Regions from separate parts of the Mus musculus genome. Here regions 2, 3, 4 and 5 are each linked to region 1. Evidence: chromatin contacts called from public Hi-C and HiChIP or PLAC-seq data. All regions are on one chromosome and are shown on one strand. Each heading gives the region's core, a stretch centred on a gene start, on an enhancer-like site or on the middle of the called end of the contact. The rest is flanking DNA. Distances are from core to core; before and after follow the strand shown.

What was found. A called contact is a pair of places that touch in the nucleus more often than the background predicts. HiChIP or PLAC-seq counts read pairs in DNA pulled down with a chosen protein or histone mark.
Region 2: a contact with region 1 is called in an HNF4G HiChIP or PLAC-seq map of pancreatic cancer cells. The contact joins the enhancer-like site here to the promoter of Zfand3 in region 1. A contact is called at or near these places in 3 of 39 promoter capture datasets (the 3T3-L1 cell line, HPC-7-derived erythroid cells and hippocampal neurons), 10 of 115 datasets of contacts at active chromatin or transcription factors (embryonic basal ganglia, embryonic forebrain, embryonic hindbrain and 6 more) and 1 of 9 other capture datasets (adipose tissue).
Region 3: a Hi-C map of double positive thymocytes shows a contact between it and region 1, with 6 times the contacts expected there. The contact joins the enhancer-like site here to the promoter of Zfand3 in region 1. A contact is called at or near these places in 1 of 39 promoter capture datasets (the HPC-7 cell line), 2 of 484 Hi-C or Micro-C datasets (B cells and double positive thymocytes) and 4 of 115 datasets of contacts at active chromatin or transcription factors (embryonic stem cells and memory CD8 T cells).
Region 4: a contact with region 1 is called in an H3K27ac HiChIP or PLAC-seq map of extraembryonic endoderm stem cells. The contact joins the enhancer-like site here to the promoter of Zfand3 in region 1. A contact is called at or near these places in 1 of 39 promoter capture datasets (hippocampal neurons), 1 of 484 Hi-C or Micro-C datasets (nephron progenitors), 8 of 115 datasets of contacts at active chromatin or transcription factors (bone marrow-derived macrophages, embryonic hindbrain, embryonic stem cells and 5 more) and 3 of 9 other capture datasets (adipose tissue, liver and pancreatic islet).
Region 5: an H3K27ac HiChIP or PLAC-seq map of extraembryonic endoderm stem cells shows a contact between it and region 1. The contact joins the enhancer-like site here to the promoter of Zfand3 in region 1. A contact is called at or near these places in 2 of 39 promoter capture datasets (HPC-7-derived erythroid cells and liver), 3 of 484 Hi-C or Micro-C datasets (CD4 T cells, liver and nephron progenitors), 14 of 115 datasets of contacts at active chromatin or transcription factors (bone marrow-derived macrophages, cardiomyocytes, embryonic hindbrain and 10 more) and 3 of 9 other capture datasets (adipose tissue, liver and pancreatic islet).

What each region holds. Positions count from the first base shown.
Region 1 is chr17:30,003,762-30,006,345 of GRCm38.p6, reverse strand. Zfand3 (zinc finger, AN1-type domain 3) reads right to left here and starts at 1,307. Exons shown (of 6, transcript NM_001356265.1): 1 at 1,038-1,307. The coding sequence starts at 1,108.
Region 2 is chr17:30,258,841-30,261,424 of GRCm38.p6, reverse strand. All of the region lies in intron 9 of Btbd9 (BTB (POZ) domain containing 9), which reads left to right. Among named protein-coding and RNA genes, the nearest start is that of Zfand3, 260 kb to the right of the region's middle. Within about 2 kb of position 1,279, at least 19 of the 459 cell types and tissues checked have an H3K27ac peak or open chromatin away from gene starts, as enhancers often do. A contact at or near this core is called in adipose tissue and pancreatic cancer cells, where this site is marked.
Region 3 is chr17:29,768,576-29,771,159 of GRCm38.p6, reverse strand. No RefSeq gene overlaps it. Among named protein-coding and RNA genes, the nearest start is that of Ccdc167, 53 kb to the right of the region's middle. Within about 2 kb of position 1,304, at least 83 of the 459 cell types and tissues checked have an H3K27ac peak or open chromatin away from gene starts, as enhancers often do. A contact at or near this core is called in B cells, double positive thymocytes and memory CD8 T cells, where this site is marked.
Region 4 is chr17:30,154,185-30,156,768 of GRCm38.p6, reverse strand. The region is part of intron 4 of Zfand3 (zinc finger, AN1-type domain 3); the gene reads right to left. Among named protein-coding and RNA genes, the nearest start is that of Zfand3, 150 kb to the right of the region's middle. Within about 2 kb of position 1,273, at least 8 of the 459 cell types and tissues checked have an H3K27ac peak or open chromatin away from gene starts, as enhancers often do. A contact at or near this core is called in extraembryonic endoderm stem cells, where this site is marked.
Region 5 is chr17:30,134,799-30,137,382 of GRCm38.p6, reverse strand. Zfand3 (zinc finger, AN1-type domain 3) reads right to left here. Exons shown (of 6, transcript NM_001356265.1): 3 at 1,878-2,060. Among named protein-coding and RNA genes, the nearest start is that of Zfand3, 130 kb to the right of the region's middle. Within about 2 kb of position 1,297, at least 43 of the 459 cell types and tissues checked have an H3K27ac peak or open chromatin away from gene starts, as enhancers often do. A contact at or near this core is called in extraembryonic endoderm stem cells, hepatocytes, liver and 1 more, where this site is marked.

The DNA.
Region 1 (2,584 bases), core at 58-2,557:
GGTAGGAGTGGGGGGGTCCCATCTATCTATCTAATCTATTTGTAACTTCCCCCAACTCACCCTAATGAGGCATGGAATTCTATACTCTGTGTAGTGAACATTTAAAAAGAAAATTTTTAATAGGGAAAGAGAATTTGAGAGCCAAGGAAGGAAGGCAACTCTCACATTCCACAAGCTAGGCTGGCTGGAGGTTCTGTTGAGAAGTTTCTGTTTTCGGTTCGGTTTAGTTGGGTAGGGGTGTTTATCTGTTTGGGGGATTCCTTGTTGTTGTTTGTTGTTGCTGGTGGTTATGATGATGGTGGTGATGATGGTGATAGTGGTGGTGGTGGTGGTAGTGGTGGTGGTGGTGGTGGAGGAGGGGTTTTTTTGGACAGAGTAATTTTACAGACTCCCTGAAACATGTTTTAGATTAAAAAGTAAGACCCTCAACAATGCCTTTTAACTTTACACCCCAAGCCCAAATTCTGGACCCTGGATCTGTTCAAACGTATGACGTGTGAACAGCTTCCTAAAAGCAAATGGGGACTGAGATATAATTTAGGAAGTGATGATGCAAATCTCCCGGGGAGCAGCAGGGAGGAGGGGAGGTGAAAAAGTCAGAGGAAATACCCTCCTGATGGCTGGGCACCAACTCATACCAAGATGAGGGGGAGGCGGACTGGCCTCCACAGGCCAAGGGAAAAGGAAAAGGGGCAACCCTGCCCCGTCAGAAGTGCCAGCGCCGCCACCTCGTCCCTCCGGCTCACCCGTGGCCCCTCACCCCAAGCCGGCCTCGGGCCAGCGAGTCCCACAGAGGGTAGCGCGGCCCGAGCGGTCCTGGTCCTCCTGCTCCTCTTATTCCTATTCCTCCTCTTCTTCCTCCTCCCCCCCCCCCCACCAGCGTCCCCTTCCCGCAGCCCTCCTCAGGCCGAGGCCGCGGTCCCCGCCCGCTCCCCCGAGGCCCGGCTTCCGCGGCCCAGCTTCCCGGGGCTCTGGCCTCCCTCGGGTCCCCACCGCCACCCCGAGGCCCGAGCCCGCGCCCCTGCCCCCACACTTACCCCCAGAAGCCGCAGGGACAGCGAGGCGGCAGGCTGGGCGCTTTGCTGCGCTCGCTCCCGGCGTCTCCCATGGTGCTCGGCGGCGGCGGCGGCGGAGCTCGGAGGCGACGGCGGCTGGGCCTGAGCCCCCCTCGGAGGAAGCGGAGGCGGCGGCGGCAGCGGCGGGGGGCGCGGGGCGGGGGGAGGGGGAGGGAGCGGGCGCGCAGGCGGGCGCGAGTCCGGAGCTCCGAGCCGGGATTCCAGGCGGGTCAGCTGGAGGCGGGCCGCACCACTCGGCCTGCGGAGGGGGGGGGCGCGGCGAGGAGAGGGAGGGGAGCTGCGGAGGAGGGGCTGGGCCGTGCGAGCCGGGGAGATCTGGCGGCCTTGGCGGCTCTCTCCGCCGCCCCCCAGCCACGGCGCTGTCCCGTGCGGCGGCGCTGGCGGGTCCGGGGCTGGGTGGGGAGGAACCCGTAGCCCCCGCCGGCAGTGGAGTCGCAGCGGCCGGCTGTGACGCCCCGGGCCCCCGCTCGCTCCGTAATCCCCTCCCCCGCCCCGTAGACTGCGCTGACCGGACAATGGCCGCTCCGCCCCCTCCCCGAGGCGGACACCCCTCCCGAGGCGGCGCGATGGTCTCGCCCGGGGGAGCCACCGCCGCCGCCGGAGCCCGACGGATCAGCTGGGATCCGGGCGTGCCACTTTGTTCAGAGCCTCGGAGGCTGGGCGGTGCGTGCTCCTCCCGAGTTCCTCGTGCGAGCCGCCTCTCAGCCCTCCATCTTCCCAGGACTTTTACGAGAGCTAGCCTGCGCTCCTGGCTGAGGAAGGAGAGCGGGTTTCAGAGTCCTGTGGGGGAGCTTTGCCTCCACCCCCCAGCTGAGACAAATGGTACGCCCCAAGCGGGCCGGGGGCCCAATTAGTTGTTTGGGGTGACTTGGGTCGGTCCCAGAGCGGCGGCGCATGCGCCTGGAGACCTGGTAGTCTGTCCAGAGCTGGGTGGAGCGTTTCCAAACCCGGAAGTTGCCTAGGTGTCCTGCGTTCACCGCTGGCCGTCTGGGTCTTCAAGGCCACTGTTCTCGCGCCCCTGATGAGTGCCGCGAAGCGTTCCTCCCCAAACTGCCAGCCGCCGGAGAATCTCGCTTCCCATTTCCCCTACTCCCAACCCACTCAGACAGTTCCCCCGGAAAAGTGGCCTCCGTCCTGCCATAAATGAATTTCAGGAACATCTCTAGATAGCAAGTCGTGGGGCAGAAGGAACTTGCCCAAGTGTTTCACCCCTCTGATGTCCTCAGTTGGAGTACCCCAGGTCCACTCCCACTATCTTGATTTGGAAAACCTCCCTGGGGTAAATATGGTTGGTTTGGGGGAGAAGATTTAACTTGATCCCTACTGGACATTAATAAGTGGCCAAACTTGAGCCGTTGAAAGAATTCTTTAATATTCCTTACCACAGTCCTAAATTCTTTCTGTTCTCCAGTCAGCGGTGACCAGAATAGTCCACTAGCGATCACTAATTTGAACACAAAAGAAACGTCCACCAGAACTCTTGGAGAAGTGACCTGACCTTAAGGGGT
Region 2 (2,584 bases), core at 30-2,529, 260 kb before region 1:
AGTTAGCTTTCCAAGCTTGTCCAAAATGTGTAATGGTTACTCTTGTCCTCAAGTGTCAAAGGCAAATAAACAGTTCTAAGATAGCCGTGTACAAGTAAATGATGCTGTGCGTTCTTGAGCTGCCTTCCACTGTGTCCTGGCTTTTTCTCAAGGGATTAGTGCATCTTGAAGCTAGCTCAATAGCTTGGATCATAAAACTGCCAAGTCTCAAGTTATTGTTTTAAATTTCCTACGGGAGATTGCATCTTAAGTATAAAGGGGACTTACCCCATGACTCGGTGCCCTTACTGATGGGGGGAGGGGCGTGTCTCGTCATGCTGTTTGCTTTTCTCACCCAAGTCACAGGCTTTCAAGATTTGATGGAGTGCTTGCATTGATTTTTAATTTTCTTAGTCACCAGAAAATACATTTAAAATATAAATAGGCAAAAGCTTTACACTGTAACCTCCCTTGCCTCTGTGTCAACATTTTTGCCTTTCCTTGCTGATCCCAGGTCCGTAAGACTGCACATCCTTCTCTAACAATCTAAGCTTGCTTGTCATGCTGCCCCTCCTCTTGTCTCCTGGAATCACTTAGTCATGCATTTCCTTCTGTAGGTCTCTCAATGGTTCTACCATGAACAAGACCAACAGCTATTGATTTGGGGATGTCACAGAGGCCTCGTGGATCCCTGTGACATGAGCCCTGGTGCTTCTGTGGTCACTAGGCACTGTTTTCTGACTGAATCCTCCTGAAGATGTCTGTCCTGACTCTTACCTTCTTTTGTGACTTGCTAAAGTCAGAGAAGAGGCAGAAGTTGTAAGATGACATCTCATTTAAAAGGTGACCTTGCCGGCCGGGTGTGGTGGTGCACGCTTTTAATCCCAGCCCTTGGGAGGCAGAGGCAGGCGGATTTCTGAGTTCGAGGCCAGCCTGGTCTACAGAGTGAGTTCCAGGACAGTCAGGGCTACACAGAGAAACCCTGTCTCGAAAAACAAAAAACAAACAAACAAAAAAGCAAAAGGTGACCTTGCCATCTTGCCTTTTTGGCACGGAAGATCATATTTGTTCAATGGAAAAGCAGGTTGATAAGCTCTGTGTGCTGGAGGAGTCAGGAGGGAAAGAGCAGACCACTCCCTGATGTGCTGCGTTCTCGTCGCTGTGATAATGCACAGAAACAACCTACAGAAGAAAGGGTTTATTTTGCTTTATGTTCCCAGAGGAATAGAATCCTTCATGGCCAGGACAGCATGGCCTGGCAGCAGAACAGAAAGCTGGCTGGCAACCTCTCAGCCGTATACAGGGAACTGAGAAACAGCAGGAAGCGGGGGAGGTATAAACCCTGAAAAGGCCTGCCCTGGTGACATACTTCTTCTAGCAATGCTGCACCTCCTAAAGGGTCCATGGCCTCCCCAAACAGCCCTACCAACTGAGGACTAAGCACTCAAGTGTGTGAGCCTATGGCGACTCCCACACTCTAGACAGTGTGTACATCACATACATACATACATACGTACGTACATACATACATACATACATACATACATACATACATACATCACAGAGGACTCCTGTCCACTGCCCCCTTCTCAAGTAAAAGCAACCTGGAGTTGAAGAGCTTGCTTCGAGTGTCCACTGAAGTTACAAGGAAGAGGAAGGAGGGAGGTAAAGCCAGGGTGGGGACCAAGAGAGACTAAGAGGGGACAAGAGAGGTTTCATGTTTCCTCTCATAATGGATTGAGAACATGAAGGCATAAAGGAAACAGGAGGAGGAAGAGGATTTGCATCATTGGGGGAGGGGAAGAGGGCTAGCAGAGGGTGGATATAAGCAAACTACAACAATCTGTGTATAAAAATGTCACAATGAATACGCTTCATTTTGTATGCTAACTAAAAATAATTAGAAATTTAAAACAATCAGTTAGAAAAAAGTGTTCAAATCCCAGGACAAATGGATAGATCACAAGGACTGTTATTAGAAATGAAAATAGTAAGCATCTTTCCAGGGCTCAGCTGCTGAGCAGAGAGGTGGGGCAGGTGCCCATGGAGCCCTTGATTGCACCCCACATTTGCAGGGCTGCTCAGGGCTGTGCTTGTCGTCCTCCTGGCCAGCCATCTCTGAAGCCCCTTGTTTCCCAGATCCGAGTCTGGACATCCCGTCTCCTTCCTCCTGCCGTGTCTCCAATTGAAATGGTCCCTCTGCATGTAAGGCTGAGTCTGTGCCTGAAGTGCACTGGCCCAGGTGGAAGCACAATTTTAATCAAACGTGCATAGAACAACTCAATTGCTACCAAAATCCCAAGAGTCCTAGTGCTATTGGTAGCCAGATTTTCACTTGTTTCCTGGGTTTTGGTTTCTAGCCCAGCCTGTTGTCATGGGGGTTTGTGTAGATCATTTGAATAGCATTAGGATTTCCAGTTCTCTTAAGAGTCATTTTTATTTTTTATTTGTATGTATGGAATGTTTTACTCGCACCATTTGAGCCTGGTGCCCATTGAGGCCAGAAGAGAGGGTCAAACCGAAGCTCACCTATGCAAAGCCTATGCTAAAGCAGCAAGCATTGGCTCTGGGTACCTGTGGCTATCGTTCCTTGCCTGATTTCTCC
Region 3 (2,584 bases), core at 55-2,554, 240 kb after region 1:
GAAGGTGCCTGTGAAGTTGGCAACAGTACGTCATGCCTACTAGACATCTTATTAATGATCCAGTTTGGCAGGAAGCAGGGGTCGTTCCATCTGAGTCATTCAAGGACAGTTTAATGAGGGTGTGGGCTGGGAGGAGAGAAACCGGCGAGGGATGCTAACTGTCCAGCTAAAGTTTAAAGAGGGGTGCCCCCTCCCCGGCATGCAATCCGTTGGAGTAGTAGCGTCCCTTAAAACTAGAAAAGATGTGGATAGACTCTGAAGGGGATCTAACAATGTGTTTATTACATTTGTGTGTGTGTGTGTGTGTGTGTGTGTGTGTGTGTGTGTGTCTGCCTCTCTGTCTGTGCCTGCCTGCCTGCCTGCCTGCCTGCTAAGACATGGGCTTGGAGGAACAAAGACAACTTTGTAGGAGTTGGTTCTGCCCTTCCATTATGTGGTTCCTGGGACTTGACTTAGGCTGTCAGGCTTGGCGACAGGTGCCTTTACCCACAAAGTTATCTCTCTGGCCCCTTGAGAGGGACTTCTGGTTTTTCAGATCCAAGAAAAATGGAGGGGAGGAATCTTTTCCTCTTAGTCTGTGTCAGGCAGGGAAGAGGGACTTACTTCAATGGTCAGGGCCAGCCACAAAGATGCAACTTGTGCTGGTTCAGGACATGGTCCTGGCAGATGCCAGCTCTCCCCAGCACATCCACCCCAGACCGGCTCTGAACCCAGTTGGTAGGGGACCAGCATTCACAAGGCTTGGGTTCAATCTGCCATACTGCACAAACTACCGGCGTGGGATTACATCTGTAGTCCCAGCATTTAGGAACTCGAGGCAAGTGAATCAGAAGTTCAAGGTCATCTTCAGCCACCTAGTGAGTTCCAGGCCTGCTTGAGACACGTGATACCCTGTCCCAATCAAGCAATCAATATCAATCAATCAAACAGTAAGATCCTAGCCCAGGTAGGATCTTACAGTGACCACAGGCAGCATCATTAGTAAGATCGGGCATCGCCAAGGCCAACACCCTGTGGTCTCTTCCTCTCAGCATCCATCTACCTGACTGCGCACCCCTCCCTGGTAAGACCTGCCCCCTCTCATCCCAAAGGGAAGACCTGTGCTTCCCTGATGGTCCCAACAGCAAAGTTCTAAGTGGCCCCAGTTCAGGTCGCCATCCCCACCCCAGAGTGAATCATTCTGCCAGCAATATGGGGATCAGAAATGGAACCGGAAGTCGGTGAAAAAGCCACCTTAGGCTCCCTCGGGGAAGTGAGAGCAGCTGCAGAGGCAAGGCTGCTGGAGTTAGAGCCACACGCACCCCCATGTTTCACTGTGAAGAGAGGTGTGAGGGGGTGGGAGGAGGGGATGTCTTCGGTTTGCTCAAGGCTGGGTGTGTGTGTCAGAAACACAGCAGAGGGAAAGGTGGTTTATCAGATAAAGATTTAAAGATACATGCCGCCAAGTCCTGAACCGGCATGACTTGAGTTCAATCTCCAGGACCTACCCGGTGGAGGGAAAGGTGACTCCCAACAGCACAGACGCACACACAAACATGAAATTTTAAATAAAATCTAAAGGACACAGAGATTTGTACTCTTCCTCATACACGTTGGGTACACGTACATGATTAAGTAAACATATGAGATCTTGTATCAGACAGGGTAGGCCAAGTTACACTGCAGTAAGGAGTCAGATCAAACCGCCAAGTTCAGTTCTGGCTCACGCTTCAGGCCCTCCTGGGCTTGGCTCATCATAAACAGCCCCAGGACCCAGGCAGGCTGTCGGAAATGCTACAGCTCACACCTGCGGGGCCGGGGCGGGAAGTGGGGGGGGAGGAGACATGATCTTGCATGCCTCTGAGACACAAAAGTAAATTCTACTGGCTAAGAATGCTGATTGGCCAGAACTGGTCACATGGCCCTTCCAACCACAGGGGTAGTCAGGAAGTGCTACCTAGAGGCTGGGAGCCCCAGCGAGTTCTCAGCAAATTGTATCAATGACTGTCATGCCTACATATAATTGGCTTATGTATGTGTACTTACATGCATGCATGCATGCACACACAGGCTCTCTCTTTTCTCTCATACACACATACACATGCACACACACAGACTCGCGCACTCACACACACACATCCCATGGTCATAGACTTATGTCAACTCCCTTTGCCCAGCCATCAATGTCGAAAGTCCCTAGCGAGGTGCCTGCTGTCATGGACACCTGCACCCACATTTTGTCCTGACTGCTGCCTTCAGCTCTTCTGCCTGGTTCTCGGGGCCCCACCATTCATCTCTGCTCTGGGTTCATTCTTCCAGTCTCCCTTCCCTGGTGGTCCTCCCCTGTGGTCCTCCCCTTCTGCCAGGAGGAGGTAAAGGGGACAGCTGTGTGTTTATGCAGTGATACTGCACCACCGACACTTGCTTCAGGTTTCTGGCTGGGGTGTTAGAATCCCCTCCCTTTCTCTTCACTTGCCTTGTGAGCTCTCTAAGCACGAGCTGGTGACAAACAGAGGGGCTGTCTCAGCTAGAAGGGCAAGGGGGTGAGACCCAGAAGATGTGGGGGTGCAAACAGAGCAGGCAGGGACAAAGAGAGCCAAGACGC
Region 4 (2,584 bases), core at 24-2,523, 150 kb before region 1:
AACTCTGCTTCCGGATCCAGCACATGGGAACAGCAGCCACGGTCCTCTCCCCCAGCCTCCCACCATGGGAGACTGACACTTATAAAAACAGTGCGACAAAATGAGCCTTCCCTCCCTTATCTTTTTCTCATGGGCATTTGGTCGGTGGTGAGAAAGTAATGCAGAGCAAGAGACTGTGGGCTGCTCTGAAAAGGAGTAGGGAGGAATTTAGAATGGGCCAACAGAGTTTTAGCGGCCATTCTGATGGAAGTCTAAGACCAATGGAGAGATGTAAAGACTGAGCTCTCAGGATTTCAGATGGGACTCTGCAGGGAACTGGACCACAAACATTATGTCAAACAATCTAACTACATCTTGCTTGAGTCCTGAATATTCGAAAGAAGCTGATTTTAAAAAGAGCAAACAAACCAACAGATTAATTTATCTGGCACAGGCAACTTTTCAAGAGAGTGTAACACACTGTGGTGTGGCCACTGCTCACTACATTCAGTGGGTTTAGAGTGAAAAATCAGAGACAGACAAAACAAAGCAAAAGGCAGGAGGATGTGATAAAGGCACAGCCTGGCAAAAAGAACATGACACTGTTTAGAACTGGGGACCAACTGAGCTATGGAGGTGATTAACACCATCACCTGGTGGTGCTGGTTCACGCCTTTAGTCCCAGCACTTAGAAGGCAGAGGTGGACAGTTCTCTGAGTTCAAGGCCAGCCTGGTCTACAGAGGTCCACAGCAGCCAAGACTAAAGAAACCTTGTCTCAACAAAACAAAACAAAAAAAGGGAGGAGGGGGAGGGGTTAAAATCATTAAAAAAAAAAAACCCTCACAACTTTAAATGAGACAATAGAAAGGATGCTTTGAGGGCAAGGCTCCATTCATCAAAGATTCCAAAGTGAAAAAGGCAAATTCACACTCTTTAGAGACTGACATTAAAATCTGAGTGCCTGAAGACTGAGCCAGGTAGGTAGGGTTCAGCCACCCAGCACAGACTACAGCCACCCAGCACAGACTCAGCTGTGGTAAGAGGGGGACCTGGCGACTTCCCAAGCTGGCAGAACCTGGCACCATCCACTGGTGTTGGTTTTTTATAGGCACACAGAACTCAAGAATTACAGAGCTATGGTTAAAGAAAAGTCACTCACAGCCCCTCTGAGCTCAGGTGATCAGCAGCAGGGGCAGCTGGCAAGCAGGGAACGCCGGGCAGTTACAGTAGGGATGCCAGGAGCAGGAGCCGGCAACAAAGCTGGAGCCACTGACCGGAGCTTGTCTGAGGAAAAGGCTACAAGGGATTGCAAACGGCAGAGCTGCCCATGTCTGCCGGGGCTCAGATGCTACCACAGCCCTGCATGGTGGCTACAAAGCCAACAGGGTGGAGGTTTCCCTGCTGATTTCTGGCCTTGCCATTCTTTCCTTACTATAGCCACTTACCTCCCTTTAGGAAGAAAAATATTTACTCTGCTTAACTTGATATCGGAAATGTGTACTTTTTTGAGGAACATCTTATTTTACAGGTGCCACAGTTACAAGTCTGCCTTCTGTCTCAGATAAGATTTGAGGGTTTTCAATTGTATTGAGGCTGCTAAGACTGGGGACTTTTAAAGTTGGACTGAATCCATGTTTGACTGTAGGTTGGTCATTTGTCTTTAGGGACTGGAAACAGAACACTCTGGCTTCCATCCCCCACAGGCTCATGTTCTCAGCCCTCTCCAGCATTTGTGTATCTGAGCTGAGGTGGCTGCTGAATTCAGAGCATGGAACCCTGTGTGCGTCTGGTGCTGCTGTGACTATGGCAGAAGGCTCTGCCCCACACCTTACAGCCTCCTTGCTGGACTGGACTTAAATCTTTCTTTCCTATCTTATTCTGGCAAGGTATTTTGATAACATTAAAAAAAAAAACTACTACAGTTATAAATAACAACAATGAACTATTCAATATCTACTGTGAGCTACAAATAATCCTCTTGTTACACTGACCTTGTGAGAAATTCTTATCATTCCACTTTATAGATGATAAACAAATTTAAAATGTCATCTTACTTTAAAACACACACACATACACATTTTGTAAGAAGCAAAATTAAAAAAAGAAACTGACCTAGTTTTAGAAATAGCATTTATAAAGTACATTACTAAACACTATTACCAAATCTGTGTTTTTGTTTTTTCCAAATTTTAATCAATGACAAGCTTTCTTACTGTAAGTTAGAAAGAAAGAAAAAAACAAAAAAGCATACAATGGAAACGTAAAGTGTAATGTAATACAACACAGACTTGAGCATCTGCAAGACTGACATTCAAGTCCTGCGGGACTGACTACTCATCAGTCATCTTACTCAGGAAAGCCACAGTGTCCTGAGCACCCACCATCCTTTTCATAATGAGAACCACCTGCAGAGCTGGTCTCCCAACACTCCAGGCAACTGTTCTGTGCCTCCATCAGGCAGAGAAACCCCTCTCCTGGCAGAGCTTGCTCACTGTGCACAGGAGTAATGACGGCATGCCAGGACAATCACACACACCTCTGCCTCAAAGATGGCCATTTGGAAGAAAACAGTAAATCACATTCTTTAAGCATCCACAGCTGTAT
Region 5 (2,584 bases), core at 48-2,547, 130 kb before region 1:
CAAGAAGGCTCTCTACTCTACTCTACTCTACGCTACCTCTATACAGCACTCTACATAAGTCCTAGCGAAAGCAATTATGTAAGGGAAGGAAAGGCCATCCAAACTAGAAAGGAGGAAGCAAAATTATCTACTTCCTTGACACACTGTTAACATCCTTCTTCTCTTCTGAAATGATTTTCACACCCTTCCTAGTTCCATTAAACAAGTTATAATATTAAAATCTCCTTTTCTGGAATGCTATAATCTATCCCTGTTCACAATACTGTCAGATTGCTCCTTCAAAAGGACAGTGACACTATCACTGTCTCTTCATTAGAACCACAGCTATTGTTCAAAGTCCCAGTAGCTTGACTGGACATTCATTCAAGCTTGGTAATCATTAACTTTCCAACTTCATTCTCCATGAATGAAGTCACTACCCAAGAGAAACTCCAGGCAGCTTTCCTCCACAGCTCACACTACATGTGTGAAGTGTCTCTTCACAGCATTCTGTCTTCAATACCATTTCTGAGTAAGCCAGTGCCTTTCAATAACACTTACTACAAACGCTGACCTACTAACATTAAGTATACACAGAATGTGTCCGGCTTCTAACCCCAGCATCCGGACAGAACTGGGCTGGATCACTTCCAGTGTAGAGTTGTCCTGTGCAATATAAGATGTTAGCAGTCCTCTCGTCTCTCAGCATTGCGTTGCTTTGAGAGGAAAAAGGGGAATAATCACTCCTCTTTGCCATCTTCTGATTTAAATTGAATGTCCCTGCTAAACAATAAACTCTCTAAAGATCTTCTGTTTTATATTCTCAATATAACTGAATATAATAACATGTGAAAGTATTAAACAAATTATTTTTTTCCCTGCTAACCTTCCCCAAATTAGTAGACTTGATAACCTAAACTATTACATTTCTAAATACCCATTAAGCTTGAAACATAAATTCCAACCTTAAGGAAAGCATAAGAGGCAAATACTATGAGTTACATTGTGTCCCACAAGAAATCATTGTAGCATTATAACGACTATGTATCACATACAAGGGTAACAAGAGGACCAGTGGTATGGCTAGGCACTTATACACAGGATTGGCTAACTGGGTTCAATCCCCAGGCCCCTTAGCCTAACAGGAGAGAACGATACATACCTACTCGCTTACATCCTCATATTCAAAACACACACATTCGCAAATGCACGCAGTAAAATATTAAACAAGAATAAAAGTATCTCCTACTTTCTTCACACAGCCTGTGCTTTTATTACCTAAGTGTAAACTTAGTCAAGGCCAGTTAGCAGAGGCAAGAGTCCAATCTAAGTCTAGGTCAGGCTGACGTTCCCAAGACTGGTGATTCTAAATGCTTGCTGTACAGCAGAATTCTCCATAGACTTTAAAGGCTGAATCTTTGAGCTTCCTTCTCTTTGAAGAGTTAAATTAGGCTCAAGGATGATAATAAAAAACTAAAATTGTTTGTTAAATCCTCGGTGGAGAGCTGATGAAATATGTCCATGTTGTCATGCAGCCCTGATGACCCGAGTTCCAATCCTGGTGGAAGCAGAGAACTGACTCCAGCACACTGTCCTCTGCCCTCTATGATAACCATGCAAGTGCACTACATGCACAAGTCTTTCAAAAATGCAATAAAAAAGATTGCTTTAAATTTCCCCAGTGAGTTCTAATGTGAAGGCAGAGCTGATAACCGCTGGAAGGCTAGTCCTAAGAAGACCTCACCTTCTCTGGAGTGGCTGCACTTACTGACTTGCACAGCACAGCATTCCACACCCACACATTTGTCTTAAACAGAATCTGAGTTAAGCCTTCCTGAGCAAGGCTCTCACGCTGATGCTCCTGGGCTGCTCTAAGGCTCTCACAGATAGAGACTTACATTCCTCTGTACTCGGTGAAGTTACATTCAGTTCTGTCGGGAGCGACTGCTGGCTGGGACTAAGAGTTGGCGTGGTTACAGAGGTATTGTTGTTGTCACTGGTGGTCTCTTCGGAAAACAAATCTGATTGGCTGTTACTTGTACTTGGGGTGGAATCATCATCTGGTTGTTTCTTTTGAAAATCTACAGAAAAAAGGGTAAGAAAACTGGTTAATTACGGCCCTTACATCAGAGCAACCACTAGAAAACATTAATGTTAGGGTCAGAGTCACATGAAACATGGAGGAAGGCCACTGTGGTAACTAAAAGCAAAGTGCAGAAGTGAATGGCTGATGAAAAAGCAAACATAAAACCACGGGCATGATTTAAACTTTCAAGTTATATATTAACACCCTCTGTGGTTCAGATAAGGATAGACATTGATTTTAATACTGAACTTTGAATACACAAAGATGTTCTTAAGAGTAATCAGTAGAAAGGGGAGGGGGAGATTGAGACCTATCGGTGAGAGGTCAGAAGGAAAATAGCAGCACAAAAAAATAGCTCCCTAAACAAAAAACACATTAAAAATGGCAGAAATCAGTGGGTGCACATATATTATCAGTAATGAGGATAGATGTAAAAGAAATGACCACAACAGCGAAAAGAAATGGGCTGCATTTAGTTTACAACAGACATAAAAACACAAGGAGGTTGGTTTTCTAATT